Regions from separate parts of the Mus musculus genome. Here region 1 is linked to region 2. Evidence: chromatin contacts called from public ChIA-PET data. All regions are on one chromosome and are shown on one strand. The core of a region is the stretch at or near the end of the contact, and the rest is flanking DNA. Distances in the headings are between cores, read along the strand shown. Region 1 holds the start of Myo1f (myosin IF). Region 2 has its middle 40 kb from the start of Adamts10.

Evidence for each region. ChIA-PET counts read pairs in DNA pulled down with a chosen protein or histone mark.
Region 1: an RNA polymerase II ChIA-PET map of effector CD8 T cells shows a contact between it and region 2, with 81 read pairs. The contact joins the promoter of Myo1f here to the enhancer-like site in region 2. A contact is called at or near these places in 3 of 39 promoter capture datasets (hippocampal neurons, macrophages and maxillary cranial neural crest), 1 of 15 datasets of contacts at CTCF or cohesin (CD8 T cells), 4 of 115 datasets of contacts at active chromatin or transcription factors (CD8 T cells, effector CD8 T cells, embryonic stem cells and 1 more) and 4 of 9 other capture datasets (adipose tissue, embryonic stem cells, liver and 1 more).

The regions. Positions count from the first base shown.
Region 1 is chr17:33,553,629-33,557,993 of GRCm38.p6, forward strand. Myo1f (myosin IF) reads left to right here and starts at 2,079. Exons shown (of 28, transcript NM_053214.2): 1 at 2,079-2,228. The coding sequence starts at 2,226. It overlaps Adamts10 (a disintegrin-like and metallopeptidase (reprolysin type) with thrombospondin type 1 motif, 10), which reads left to right. Exons shown (of 25, transcript NM_172619.4): 25 at 1-154.
Region 2 is chr17:33,481,805-33,486,013 of GRCm38.p6, forward strand. No RefSeq gene overlaps it. Among named protein-coding and RNA genes, the nearest start is that of Adamts10, 40 kb to the right of the region's middle. Within about 2 kb of position 2,422, at least 44 of the 459 cell types and tissues checked have an H3K27ac peak or open chromatin away from gene starts, as enhancers often do. A contact at or near this core is called in CD8 T cells, effector CD8 T cells and memory CD8 T cells, where this site is marked.

The DNA.
Region 1 (4,365 bases), core at 829-3,328, 71 kb after region 2:
CACCCCAACCTCTGCCCTGCCTGCCCCAGGGGGGAGTTCAACATCCAGGCCGTTCCCCATCATGGTGCTACAAGCCCTGCCCTGGGGCCCACACACTCCTCACCAAGAAGCCTTACATTAATAAAGTTCTGTCTTGTGTAGATTTCTGCTCCTGACCGGGTGTGTGTCTCTGTATAGGCATTCCATCCAGGATGTCCCCAAGGATCAAACGGAACCACAGCCAGGGTTAGCAAGATGTCTCAGTGGGTAAAGACACTTGCTGCCAAGCCTAAATTTAACTCATGGGAACCACATGGTGGAAGGAGAGAACCAACTCCTATAGGTTGTACTCAGCCTTCCACAAGCTTACTGTGGCATGTGTGCCCGCACAGTACACACATAAATGAATGAACAACTAGAGGCTTTCTTTAAGACACGGGGGAAGTAGTCCACATTTCCTTGGGGGGAGAAAGGACTTTGGCCACTACAGATAAAAACCTATCACTTTAAGACGAAAGCAGTTTCTTACCGAGTCTAACAAGTGTCCAGTCCTTTTGTACTCTCAACTAAATATGATCCTCTCCCACCCTTCCACATGTGGAGTTGTGCTATTGGCCCTGGATATTGGAGAAGAATATAGACTTCTCACCTATGGAAAGAGAGCACAGGACACAGAGACATTCCCAGTCTCTGTGGCATGGACCAAAGATGGATTAGAACACAGGTCCCTGTTAGGCTCTCACCAGTCTGGTTTGGTCTTAGCCACCTCCCCAGTGGGTAACATGAGGAGGTGACAACTTCTAGGAACTGTCATTTCCTCCATGTCAACAGAAGACTCATTTGTGATCTGGTCTTCCAAAGACCAAGTACTGAGCTAACGTATGGTAGGCCCTACATGTGCTGGCTGCTGCTGATAGAGCCAAGTCAGGAAAACAGCAAGGCTGTAAGTGTGAAAACCCAGATTGGGCCAGGAATGGTGTGTACATCTTTGGGCCCCACAATCCAGAGGCAGGAGGATCTCTGAGTTTGAGACCAAATTTGCTACTTACAAACTCCAGACAAGTCAAAATTATACAGTGGAAACCCTATCTCAAAAACAAAAACCACAACAATATCCAGATTTGGGGTGGAGTGACAGTGGGAGGTGCTTGCTGGATAGAAGGCTCAACTGGATAGAAGATTACTTCCTGTAATTTCAGAGGACCACAGTTCAATTCCAAGCACCCATATCAGGTGGTTAACAGATGTAAACTCCCAGAGATCCAGTGCCTCCTGGGTTCCAAAGGTCTCGGTCTCTGTCTCTGTCTCTCTGTCTCTGTCTCTGTTTCTCTCTGTGTCTCTCTCTTTCTCTTTCTCTCTCTCTCTCTCTCTCTCTCTCTCTCTCTCTCTCTCTCTCTCTCTCTCTCAAGGCCAATAGCTCACTTTTCACAACAAGCATCAGGGCATGAGTTTGAATCCCCAGACCCCACATAAAGCCAGATAAAGGTAACAAATATCTGAGACATGGAGATAGGAGGTGGAGACAAGAGAATCCAGGAAGCTTGCAGACTAGCCTGATTTCCACAGTAGGAAAACAACAGTGATGCCTATTTCAAGGAGAAGGGTGAGAACTGGCACTCACCTAAGGTTGTCTTCTGACCTCCCTCCACACATTCATATGCACCCATATAGAAACGCACACAAAGAGAAATACAGACATTAAAGGGAAATAAGTCTTGTGGTGTCTTCTACTCCAGTTAAACTTCCCTTACTAACAGACCTGGCTTTGGAGGAACAGTCTACAGGGAGGACCATAAAGGGTTTCCATGGGAACTCTGAGCAGACACACATCTGAAATGGTACTTCCTTCCCCTGATTCTGAAGAGAACTAAGCGGCCAGTCCTGCAGTCAGCTGATTTGGGTGCTTTTTGCTGTAACTCTTTTCTTGAGGTAGATGATGGATAAAGGACTTTCTCTAGTCTGGCAGTGACTGCCCGCCAACTTTGACCTATCCCTTCAGGGTAAGCTCCAAACGGTTCCCTCAGCCCTGTCATTGCTGCTAGAGCTCAGAGCACTGTCCCCGCCCTCAGCTTCCCTCCCCTGTGGTCATGAGCCCTCCCGCAAAGGAAGTAAAAGAGGGGCTGTTACAAGAGGAACTAGGGCCAAGAGCCTGTGAAGGAGGAGAGCCATGCCAGAGCCACCCCCTAGAACCCTCTGAGCCTGCACCCCTGTCATTACCCACAGGAGCCTACATACCATCCCTCACCATGGTAAGTTGTTCAAGGTGGGATCTGGGAGTGGTAACCTGGTAGCACCCTCAAAACTTGGGGCAATGGTTATGAGAACCACAGAGCCTTCAGAGACAGAGTTCCATAGGACAGCACAGAGCACCCCATGTCCCTCACCAAGAATCAAGCTCCAATCTGCATCTGCCAGGCTGGGTATGAGGACCAATACTGCAACATAAATAGGAAAGAAAGTGTCCCTGAAGGAATTACACAGTCGTCAGGAAGAGAACATGTCCCTTTTCAGGGGCTTAGAGAACTAGGTTATCAACTCATCTCAGAACTAGTCTTCCCCTGCAGTTTGAAACAAGCTCTTCCCTCTCTTAGCCTCTGTTTCTAGAACTCTTATTTAGAAGTTGGTCTGGAGAAAGGAGTGTTTGAGGGGTGTAGGGCTTTTCTTGGGAACATTCATCAGAGGGATCTGTAGGTTTGGCCACTCTCATGGGGTGGGATAACAGTGCAAGTGATCCTAGGTGGTTTGACTATAACAATCACAGGGGCAGATGATAGCTCAGTGCGGGTGCTTGGCTAGTGTGCTCAAGATCCTGGGTATCATCTCTAGCACTGAAAATAAGTCATCATCATCCTCATTTAACTTCCAGGACCAGTTAATTTTACTAAGGAGGAGTTGGAGATGTGGGTGTGCGGCAGAAGATAGCAAAGGATGAAAAGGAGGGGGAAGAGAGAGCTAGGAGAAGAAAAGGAAAAATAGGAATGGAGATAAGGAATAGAAAGAAGAGGAGAGGGAGGGGATGGGGGTTTTCATAGGGGAAACCAAGAAAGGGGATAACATTTGAAATGTAAATAAAGAAAATACCTAATGAAAGAAAGAAAGGAAGGAAGGAAGGAAGGAAGGAAGGAAGGAAGGAAGGAAGGAAGGAAGGAAGAAAAAAAGAGGAGGAGATGGAGGACTAGGTGGAGAAAGGATAGAGGAAAGGTATACAAAGGAGAGACCGTTCTCCCTACTACCCAAGGATGGCAGTGGAGACGCTGCAGACAGAGATGTCACTACAAGTTCAAGTTGAAGTCTGTTGATGATGAGAAGGCTGGAGAATGATCAGCACCATGCATGGGTCTAGACTTAGCAGCATCATGGCACATACAATAAAAGCCAGTAGTGATTACACAAATCACCCCATGGCTCCACAAACCCACAGTTCACTTCAGCTTTCAATTTTTGTCATTCTGTCAATGAGAACAAGGGCATGTTCTTAGGAAAAGAATAGTTGTTGGGGTTCTTGGAGGTTATAGCAAACAGGACTGGAGTGGAGGCAGGGAGGTGAGGTGAAAGAGACCATTTTTTTAGAAAGCCAGTGAGAGCTGGGGCTGAGTCTGGGCTCTGGGTAGAATGCTTACTGTCATACACATAGCCTTAGGTTCCATTCTGAGCATCACATAAACTGGGCATGGTACTGTACACCTGTTGTCCCAGAACTTGGGAAGTGGATGCAGAAGTTCAAAGTCCTCCATGACTAGAGCAAATTTAAGGCCAGCCTGTGCTACATGAAGCCCTTTCTTTTAAAAGGAGGAGGAGGAGGAGGAGAAGGAGGAGGAGGAGGAGGAGGAGGAGGAGGAAAGAAAAGGAGGAGGAAAGAAAAAGAGGAAGAAAGAGAAAGAAAGAAAGAAAGAAAGAAAGAAAGAAAGAAAGAAAGAAAGAAAGAAAAAGAAAGAGAAAGAAAGAAAGAAAGAAAGAAAGAAAGAAAGAAAGAAAGAAAGAAAGAAAGAAAGAAAGAAAGAAAGAAAGAGGGAGGGAGGAAGAAAGGAAGAAAGCGAACGAGAAAGAGAAAAACAGGAAGAGATTTGCTACTTGAAAGGAAGGAAAACCCCTCCTAGGCTGCCAACACTGAAATGCTTAGTCAACAGGCTGCTCAGCAGACAGATGTGAGAGGGGAGAAATACATCAAGTGAACAATGCTAAACACTGAGAATCATGAGTTGGAGGCCAGCATGAACTACCTAGCAAGACCTTGTCTCCATAAAACCAAAATAGGAGCAAGCTGGAGCTCAGCTGATGGAGTGTTTCCTAGCATTCAGGAAGCCTGGGTTCCATCCCCAGCACTGCATAAACTAGGTTTGTCAGCCCAGAATTCTGAAATTGCAGATGGCAGAATCAATAGTTCAA
Region 2 (4,209 bases), core at 1,172-3,671:
GTAGCAGAAGATGGCCTAGTCGTCCATCATTGGGTATAGAGGCCCCTTGGTCTTACAAACTTTATATGCCCCAGTACAGGGGAATGCCATGGCCAAGAAGTGGGAGTGGGTGGGTAGGGGAGTGTGGTGGGGGGAAGGTATAGGGAACTTTCAGGATAGCATTTTAAATGTAAATAAAAAAAATATCTAATAAATAAAAAAAAAAGTTCTGTGCAGCTTAAGATCATCTTGAACACTTGGCCCTGCCTCCACCTTGCTAGTGTTAGGCTTACAGGTCTTCGACTCCACAACTAATGTAAGTGGTGCTTGAGCTGGAGCCCGAGGTATTGTGCATGCTGGGCAAGCTCTCTGCCCACTGAGCCGTGCCCCGCCCTCAAACTCTCTTCTTCGAATCCAAAGACTCAAAGGCCAGAATGAGGCTAGATATCCTTAGAAGACAAGCGATCAGCAGAAGAAAATTTAAAACTTTACATGGACAAAGGCTTAAGAAAACAGTAAATGGATCAAATGACAGGAAGTAGGAAGTAGGCTACCTCAGAATTCCCACCACATAGGGACCCAAATAATGGCCACAGATGTTAAATCAGGGAGGAGTGGAAATGACCACAAACTCCCGTAGGTGGAGAACACCTGAACACAGGTAAGAGGGATATTTGCAAAGCCAAAGTACACGCTCCCAGTGATGCTCACAGTGGCCCTGGCAATGGCTGAGTGGAGGCAAGGAAGGTAGGTCAAGCGTTCCAGTTCATCCACAATGCACAGCAAAAATTAAGCAAGCCTGGGCTATGTGAGACCATGTCTCAGAAAGAGGGGAGGGAGGGAAGGGGAGAGAGAGAGAGAGAGAGAGAGAGAGAGAGAGAGAGAGAGAGAGAGAGAGAGAGAGAAACAATCATGTAGGAAGCTGGTTCACCCTTGTCACAAACAAAAGAAATATTCGTTGGCACCATGAGATAACAAAGTTTCCCACTGAAATTAGCAAAGATTTAGAAAATCGATAAAACTCAGTGCTATCAAGGATGCGGTGAGATGGGCACTTGGGGGACTTCGAGGGTGGCGATATAGATCACTTCCTGGCAAAGCAGTCAAGAAATATGAAAGGAGGCTGGGGAGATAACTCCTATCCCCAGCACCTACTTAAAACCCCAGCTTGGTACTGTGTGTCCATAGCCTCAGCCCTGGGGGATCCCAGCTTGGTAGTATGTGTCCATAGCCTCAGCATGGGAGATGGACTCTTAAGGACCCCTGGTGCCCTCTGGGCAGCCAGTATAGCCAACTTGTCAGAACTCTAGGTCAGAGTTTGAGAGACCTTACCTCAAAAACAATATGGAGAGCTGGCAAGATGGTTTAGCAGGTAAAGGCATTTGTTATCAAGCCTGAAACCCTGAGACCCACAAATTCTCCTCTGATCTCCACACAAGCATTGTTGCACACTTGCCATGACATTTGCATAACACCATACATACACACACCACAATAATAAATAAATAAATGTAGTTTTTATATAGAAAATATACTGGAAGGAGGGAGGAAAAACTCTTGATATCGACCTCCACGTGTACAAGTACATACTCAAATAAATCTTCCATATACATACATAAGTATGCATACATGCATACACAAAATAATCAATAATTTAAATGTTTTTATTTAATCTCAGCTTAAATATCTCCTTCTATGGATGGTACCCGAGTACCTATTCTGGACTCCAAGGGAGTAGTCTACTTTAGCTGTCACCTCAGCCTCACCCTGAGTCTGTCCTCCATCTCCACAGATCTACGGCATAGACACTAGAATAAATACCGGAGGCATGAAATATTTAGAGAAGAGAGGTCTCTGTGTGATTGTTGGGTGGGTTTCGATGCAGGTGAACATTGCTTTCAGGGTCTGGAAGATTCTCCCAGCACAACTCACTAAAGCCAACAGAGGTTAACGATTTTAAGAGATCAATAGCTGCCTTCACAGCAAGGGTACCAGGAGGGTTGGTGTCTAGCATGACTCCCCGTCAGATTCATGGAAACGGGGTTGAAAAAGGCATCCCTTCACTGACCTATGTGGATCTTTTCTGATTCAGAAGGGTGGCTGAAGATAGGGGAGCCACAAGGTTGTTCTCACGGCGGTGAACAGCCCAGCCCATTCCCTGGAAAAGCCTCAGAGCCCCGAGACATTGCACTCTCACAAGGTTCAGTGAGCCTTGATAGAAGCTCAGGGCCCTACACTCTCACAATGAGTGAGCCCCAGGCTTCACAGAAGCCCTCATCAAAACCCAATCTCTAAAACTGAGAGGCCTTGGTGGGAACTTAGATTTCTAGAGGAAAATGCAAAGCACTGTGAGACCTGGAACGACCCACCTCCTCCTCTCCTCCCTCCCTGCCCTCACCCCACCACTACAACCCAGAGGCCGGAAGTTGGTACCGCCTATGCCCAACCCACAAGCCCAGCTGGAGTCGTAGGTGCCAGGAACAGGCTGGTGGGCAGGAAGTGGGGGTGGGCAAGATTTAACGTTCCAATCCCTGCCTTGTCAGTGGCACACTTGAACACGAGCCTTTTCTGGATAGAGCCTCCATTACTGTACCTATTAAGTGGGCACAGAATTGGTGCAAGAGTTATCCTGAAGCCAGGCAGTGCTCAGCCTACCACCAAAGTAATACTCAGTTCCTTATTTATCGCAGTGCTGAGATTTAAACCAGAACTCTCGCATTCCAGGCAAGCACTCTGGTTAGTACCCAGCTATCTCCCTTAGTCTTGGTTTTGTAGCTTATTTTTCTTTTGCTTTTAAAGTGTGTGAGAGAGAGAGTGTGTGTGTATGTGCGCGCACACGCGTGCGCATGCACATGTGCGTGCATTGTATTATGTATGTATACATATTTGTTCAGGTGCATGCCTGTGCCCTTCTCTATCGCTTCCCATCTGATTCTCTTGAGACAGAGTCTATCACATCACAGATCACAGAACACATCATTTTTCTGCTTTGTAGGTGAACAACAAGCCCAAGCAATCCTCCTGCCTCCACCTCACCACACAGGGGTTATAGGTACAAACGTTTTACTGGGGAATCAGACTAAAGTCTTCCTGCCTCCTAATGCTAGGATATTTCCATTTTTGTTTTGTCTTGTTTCATTGGTGGGGGAGTGTTTCATTTTTTTGAGACAATATCTGATTCTGGCTAGCCTAAAACTGGCTATATAGAACAGGCTGGCCTTGAACTCACAGAGATCAACCTGTCTCTGTCTCCGGACTAATGAGATTAAAGGTCTGCATCACCATAGCCAGCAATAAATGCATTTATTAATTTATAGAAAAGAAAAAAATAGAGTCACTTATAGGAAATAGTTCAACTAGAGATTGTCAAGCTAAGCAAAATAGGCAGAAGCAGAGAGATGGCTTAGTGGGCAAGTGTGCTTGGTGAGCAAGCACCAGGACAAGAGTTAATGGTTAGGGCTAACCTTGTACATGCTCCAGATTCAGCAAGAGACCCTGTTGAATGAATAATGCAGAGAGTGACAGAGAAGGACACCCAAGGCCATCCCCCAGCCTCCATGCATTCACTATACATCCCACACAAAGAAGCACAGAAAGAGAAAACTAAGCAAGACTCAGAAAGAGAAACACCTATTCAGCATGCCTCCCCTCACACATGGACTCTGGATTTAGACATATACATGGCATAAAAGTAGAAGGGGGAACTTTGAGGGTTGAGGACAATGGGATATATATCCCAGGATTATTGGCATGTAAATATCACAATGAAACCCATTGATTTGTTTCCTTTTGAGCTTGCGTCAAATTTCTTATTATATGTGGGGGAGCTGGAGGAGGTATATGAATGCACGTAGAGGTCAAAGGACGATTTTGTGGGGTCAGTTCTGTCCTTTCACCTGCAGGTGAGTTTTGAGGATAAAACTTAAATTGCATCAGGCTTGAGCTTTGCAAGCATCTTTACCACTGAGCCGTCTCACTAGCTTTTTGTTTTGTTTTGCTTTTTGACACAGGTAGCCCAGGCTAGCCTAAAACTCACTGTGCATCTGAGGACGATTTTGAATTCCTGATCCTAGTGTCTCTACCTTCTGAATGTTTGTATTACTAGGCATGTACCACCACATGTGAGTTTTAAAACACATTACTTTATACAATGAATATATACTAATTAAAAGAAAGTGTTGTGCCGGGCGTGGTGGCACACGCCTTTAATCCCAGCACTCGGAAGGCAGA